Regions from separate parts of the Sus scrofa genome. Here region 2 is linked to region 1. Evidence: chromatin contacts called from public HiChIP or PLAC-seq data. All regions are on one chromosome and are shown on one strand. The core of a region is the stretch at or near the end of the contact, and the rest is flanking DNA. Distances in the headings are between cores, read along the strand shown.

Region 1 (3,195 bases), core at 617-3,116:
GTCTTGCATGTACTAAGCCTGCTGCCTGCTACCCCAGGGCTTTTGCATTTGCTGTTTCCTCTGTCTGATTTTCACATGGCTGACTCCTTCATTTCATCCTGGCTCAAATGTCTCAATCCCCAATCTAATGTCGGCTCCCTTCCTGTAGTTCCTTATCATTATAATACCTTTTTTTTTCTTTTTTTTTAGGGCCGCAACTGCCGCATATGGAAGTTCACTCTAGGGGTCAAAATGGAGCTGCAGCTGCCAGCCTCAGCCACAGCAATGTGGAATCTAAGCCACAGTCTGCCCGCATCTGTGACCTACACCACAGCTGGTGGCAACGCAGGATCCTTAACCCACTGAGTGAGGCCAGGGATCAAACCAGCATCCTCATGGATACTAGTTGGGTTCTTAACCCAGGCTACAAGTGGTACTCTTTTTTTTTTTTTTTTTTTTTTTTTTGGTCTTTTCTAGGGCCGCTCCTGTGGCATATGGAGGTTCCCAGGCTAGGGGTCTAATCGGAGCTGTAGCCACCGGCCTACGCCACAGCCACAGCAAGGCCAGATCCGAGCCACGTCTGGGACCTACACCACAGCTCACGGCAACACCGGATCCTTAACCCACTGAGCAAGGCCAGGGATGGAACTCGCAACCTCACGGTTCCTAGTCAGAGTCCTTAACCACTGAGCCACGACGGGAACTTCCTGGTACTCTTATAACACCATTTTATTCATAGCACTGTTGACTAGTAAGTACCTGTTAATTTATTTCCTGGTTCATCAACTTCTCCCACTGAAATGTTGGCTCCCTAAGGGCATGAACCATATTTATCTTGTTCAGTACTATATAGCCATGTCTAGAACAGTGCCCAGAACATAGCCTATGTTCAATAAATAGTTGAGAAAATTAATAATAAATTACAGGAGACTGAGACTCAGGGAAATTATTTTCCTAAAGCCACACAACAAGCTGATTACAGAGCCGAGATATGATTTCAAAGCTTGTGTTTTGTCCATCAATAAAAACTTCATTACAGCAATTCCCATTGTGGAGTGCCTACTGTATGCAAGGTTCTCTACTTACACCCCCCACCCCCACCCCATACCCCTGTACCCATGATAGTGAGGCACTGAAGAGATTGTGTGGCTGGTCCTAACTCCAGTGGCTAGTGGGAATCAGAACCAGGATTTGACCCAGAAGCCTTTAGTAGGGAGCCCAGCCAGGTACCCGGAAGGCTAAGGTGAGAATTGCTCCCCTTCTTAATCTGTCTGCAGCCGTCCCTCCCACTCCTCACCTTTCTGGTCCACCACAGCCTCCCTCAGTACATCAACCAGCTCTTCCCGACTGAGATTCTCTGGCTGCAGCAGCCTCCGGAAAGGTTTGTCACCCAAGGAGCCCAACCGTTTGCTAGAACCTCGGGATTGCAGCTGATGCCTAGGAAAAGTAAGGTAAGCAACAGGAGAATCATAACTTCCCGAGGTGCCACCCATTCTTATTTCCAACATCTCTCTCCAAATCCTGCGGCTTCCCACAAATGCTTCCGAAAGCCTGAGTTGGGCATCCTGAAAATTCAGGTTCAACTAGCTGCATTTTACCCCGGGGAGAACTGAGGCTCAGAGAGGTCAATTGACTAACTTAGGGTCACACAGCAGGGCTAACTGCTGATCCCGCACACACCCTCATCTTGCCCCAACCTCCCTCCCGCATGAAACAGGAGGTGCGTAATCACCTGGCCTCGGTGCCAAAGCCTGCGGCCTTGGGCACTGCGCAGATCCCCAGACCCTGCCGACAGCCGCCCCAGACCTGGCCCCAGACACGGTAGCCACCCATCTCCGGTGTGAGGATAGTGCGCATGTGTCCGGAAGGGCTGCCCCGGCTCGCTCACAGCGCTCTGATTGGTCAGACTGATTGTCAATCGGAGTAGCGAGGGTCAGAGCGGCGACAAGAGGGAGCTTTGCCTTTGCTAGCAGAGGAAATGCCGAAATTCCTTTTTGTGCTTTGGGGGAAACGGTGGCACAGAGCAGAGGAGGATTTTACTCGAGGTCAGGGGTCCTGCCTTAGGACAAAGGCAGGACTAAAGGTAAAGGTTTTCTGATTACCCTTGTAATTCTTAAGAGTCGTCTTCTTTTTCCCACACCACAGCCACAGCAACACCAGATCCAAGCCGTGTCTGCAACCTACACCACAGCTCACGGCAATGTGGGATCCTTAACCCACTGAGCACAGCCAGGGATCAAACCTGCTTCCTCAGGATACTAGTCAGATTCATTTCTGCTGAGCCACTGGTGGGAACTCCCTTAGGAGTTTTCTGATTTAAAAAACAAAACCAAACAAAAAACCCAAACAAACAAAAATACCATTGTGCACGATCTTGCAAGGCAAATTGGAAAAAAAAACCCACATTCATTGGTCCAGTAACTTTGTTTTGAAGAACACAGCTAAGTGAATAATCCAAAAGGAAAAAAAGGCCAGAGGCTCAAAGAGGGTCACCACAGCATTATTTATTAAAGCGAAAACAGAACAAATAATCAAAGTGGAAACATAAATTGTCTTATGATTAGAACTGCCAGGGAAATAAATCTTATCATCACCAATTTCAACATTTTTTTTTTTTTTTTTGGTCTTTTTAGGGCTGCATCTGCGGCATATGGAGGATCCCAGACTAGGGGTCCAATAGGCACTGTAGCTGCTGGCCTACACCACAGCTCAGGGCAATGTCTCCTTAACCTACTGAGGGAGGCCAGGGATTGAACCTGCATCCTCATGGCAACTCCCGAATTTCAGCATTTTTTTAATGTTAACTTTGTGCTAGGCCTTGACATCTGTGAACCAGAAAGAGATTTTTAAGACTCAGCCCCACCCACAAGAAGTTCACCTTTAAAATAACAGCATCACAACCCACCTTGCGGAAACCCTGTGGAGATGCTGAGAGAGAGAGAGAGAAGAGTGAGGAGCCCATTGGAATTGAAGAAAGTACGGGAGTTGTGAGTGACGAGCTGTAAAGAAGTAATAGAAGATTCACCAGGAGGGAAAGGTATGGGGAGGAGGAGAGGGAGGGGGCAACCAGAGAAATAAGACATTAAATGCAATAAACCAAAGAGGAATTCCCGAGGTGGCACAACAGGATCCACACCCAGCACAGGGGGTTAAGGATCCTACATTGCCGAGGGTTCGGCTCAAATCTGATCCCTGGCCTCCCGGGAACTCCTTTTG
Region 2 (3,135 bases), core at 504-3,003, 46 kb after region 1:
GCGGCGGACGCGACGTGTTGTGGCTTGTGGGAGGGCAGCATGGCACGCTGGCCCGCTGCCTGGCTTGGGGGCGCGGGACGGTGGCGCGAGAGCAAGGCACCGTGCTGCCTGCTGTGGAGCGGCGCCTGCCCCAGCCCCGCCGGCGGTCAGGATCACCGCGCCGCGCCCCTGCGGACCTGCTCCGCGCGCCCCGGCCCGCTGCTGCTGCTCGCGTACTTCAGCCGCCTCTGCGCCAAGGGTGACATTCCCCGCCGCTGCGTGCCCTGCCCCCTACCGCCTGCTGCACGACCTGCACGTTCTGCGGCTCTGACGCGCGGCCCTTCCGCCGAAGCCACACTGGCCGCTTCGAGTCCCGCGGTTCTGCGGGGATCGCTGGAGCTGTGCCCAGCTTGGAACGGAAGCCGAAACCGCCGACCAGGCTGACAGAGCTCATACGATCTGGATCTGTGCACGACTAGAACCCTGAATCAGGTTTCTCACCTGGATCTTGAGGGCTCCTTCACCGCACGACTGGCAAAAAAGCCTTACTCTGCCCCCAGCTGGACAGAGCACTCACTCACTGCCCGCCCTTTCCCACTGTCTGGCTTCCTCAGAAGCCCCAAGGAGAGAGTCACTCTTTCCGGAGAACTCCCCGACCCCAGCCTGATGTGGGTGGGGAGTCATCCACTTCCTCTCTCCAGAATCCCAGAAAGAGAGTAGTTGCCTGTGCTCCAGTCCAGGCCAGAGATGTTGAGACTCGGGAGGGAGGCAGGCCCATGGCAGTTCTGAGTGGAAGGTGGCTCCAGAGGGGTGGGGGAACAGAAAAGCGTTTGGATGCTGGGGATCCCCTTTCTCAAACCGGCCCTGCCCAGAGTGGAGGGAGGAGGGTTCTGGATCCAGGAAAGGGGCTTTGGCCCTGGATGACCAGGGTAGAGGTGGGACATTGGAAACCAAGATAGAGGAAGATGAATAAAGGTGGACATTTTGGATAAACTAAGAAACAAGGAGCTGTGATTCTTCAGAAAGAAGAGAGGAAATCTCAGGTTCAGAAATGTGACGTGAGTCCCATGTTGTGCCTCCAGCCCATGGCATCAGCACAAATAGGACGGTGTCCTCCTGGCTCTGGGTACTGGATTCCTTCTCCCCACACCACAGTTGAGCATAGGCAGGAAGTGGTGAAAAGCCCACTTTCTGGTGCCCCTTGGCCCTGTCGTTAGAGCTCCTGTTCCGCAATGAGGAGAATGTGTGAAGGGTCCTAGGTACCCAGTCGCAAGGGACCTAGTGGGCACCAAGATCCCAGAGTCACATGGGAAGGGGAAATGCCCAGGATTGCCCTGGGTCTGGGGCCCCTCTGTGGAGCCCTCTCCTTAGGGATCCCAGCGTGAGTAAGAGCTCCCTTACTCAGCCTTGAGGCCACCGCCTCTCCAGGCAGCCCTCCCAGCCAGGTGTCAGCAGAGAAGGAGGAGGGGAAAAGAGGGAGGGGGTGAGGCTGCCACTCCAGTTCAGGGCTGCTGGCTCCCAGGCCTGGTGTTGGTGGAGGGACAGGGCGGGCGGGAACAGCCGGCTGCCTGCCGGGAGCCAAACGAAAGCACTCTGGCTGGGACAGGAGTCAGGACTCCGGGAGAGGAGAGCCAGCGCTGACCCAAGGCCGGGGAGGGATCTGGCCCTCCTGCCCACAGGCGCAGGGCTGAGTGGGAGCAGAGGTGTGGTGTCTGCCCCCCCTTGGGGGGGCAGGACAGGGCCTCAGGCCTGGGTGCTGCCTGGCACCTGGAAGATGCCTGTGCCCTGGTTCCTTCTGTCCTTGGCACTGGGCCGAAACCCTGTGGTCCTCTCTCTAGAGAGGTTTGGGGCTCAGGACGCTGCCCGCTGCTCTCCGGTGAGTCTGGGGCCCCCAGAGGGTTGAGGAAGGCTCAGGGTTCAGCCTGCGGCCGTTAAGGCCCTAGCCTGGCTCCTGTCACTGCCATCACTGTCAGAACTGCCCTGGCTGGTCTGTCGGGTGCTGATGGGGTAAGAGAAGAATGGGGAGGGGGGCAAAAAACTCGGTCTTGTCTTTTTTCTGGGAGGGACTTGGAAAGGGAGCCCCAGAAGAACGGGGATGGAGGGGGCGAGTTGGGGACCCAAGCCAGGAAAGAATGGTTAGATTTGAGCTCATAAACTCTGATTCATCTTTACCTCCTTCCTAGGGCCTTTCTGCCATCTCTGGGGTGAGTAGAGCTACTTTTAGAGAGAAAAGACCATCCCAGGTTGGCAAAAGGGAGGGGAGCTGTTCAGTCCTGGGCCCTTACCTCCCGCCCTCAACCCAGGAAGAGCCCAAAGCCCCTTGGCCCTCTGGGGGTGTCAGGTGCAATCAGACTGTGGGTCTGCACAGCTTCAGCTCCCACCCTACCCTTCATGCACAGATGGTGACGTGCTGTGCCTGCCTGGGGGCATTGTGTCTGCCCCAGGCCCTGTTCTGGTGCCCACACTCCTGCAGACAGAACTGGTGCTAAGGTGCCACAAGGAGACCGACTGCGACCTCTGTGTGCGTGTGGCTGTCCACTTGGCTGTGCATGGTGAGCCTATGGGTGGGATGGGCATGGGGACCAGGGTGTCTATCAGGCATTCTCAGGCATCCTCAGCATTCTCCTGAGGCACACCTGTCCAACAGACCCCCATGTTAGCCAGGTCCATCCCCCAGGCCTGGCCTTTGTTTCCTAGCACTGGGCTTCTTGGAAGGAAGCCAAAGCCAGAGCGGGTACCAGTCCTGAGCCTTTGCTCTCCGGGTCGCTTCCAGGGTCCTGGGAAGAAACCCTGCAGATGAAGAGGAGTTTGGAAGAACACCTGACCCAGGGCTAGAGGATCCTAGGAATGGTGAAGAGAACCTCACTGGCCCAACTGCCCTCATCAGAGCCTTGCCCCGGGCCCCTGGCCTTGACTGACACCTGCCCTGTTGCTCACAGCCTCTCTCAGGCCCATGTGGTGCTGTCCTTCCAGGCCTACCCTACTGCCCGCTGCGTCCTGCTGGAGGTGCAAGTGCCTGCTGCCCTTGTGCAAGCCTGGTCAGTCTGTGGTATGCAAAATAATAATAACAATAACAGCCTTCTAACCATGAATTCATGAAGCACTTTCACATGCATTTCTTAGTCCTGATTCTGGCAGGGCTGTGGGCAAGTCCTT

What was found. HiChIP or PLAC-seq counts read pairs in DNA pulled down with a chosen protein or histone mark.
Region 2: an H3K27ac HiChIP or PLAC-seq map of alveolar macrophages shows a contact between it and region 1. The contact joins the promoter of IL17RC here to the promoter of RPUSD3 in region 1. A contact is called at or near these places in 2 of 2 datasets of contacts at active chromatin or transcription factors (alveolar macrophages and skeletal muscle).

Annotation. Positions count from the first base shown.
Region 1 is chr13:66,131,908-66,135,102 of Sscrofa11.1, forward strand. It overlaps RPUSD3 (RNA pseudouridylate synthase domain-containing protein 3), which reads right to left and starts at 1,867. Exons shown (of 9, transcript XM_013981960.2): 1 at 1,712-1,867; 2 at 1,277-1,416. The coding sequence starts at 1,836. It overlaps LOC106505669 (a long non-coding RNA gene), which reads left to right and starts at 1,903. Exons shown (of 3, transcript XR_002337652.1): 1 at 1,903-2,062; 2 at 2,795-3,016.
Region 2 is chr13:66,177,545-66,180,679 of Sscrofa11.1, forward strand. IL17RC (interleukin-17 receptor C) reads left to right here and starts at 1,754. Exons shown (of 13, transcript XM_021069809.1): 1 at 1,754-1,855; 2 at 2,453-2,531; 3 at 2,677-2,713; 4 at 2,919-2,991. The coding sequence starts at 1,754. IL17RE (interleukin-17 receptor E) reads left to right here. Exons shown (of 19, transcript XM_021069808.1): 18 at 39-107; 19 at 109-423. The coding sequence ends at 423.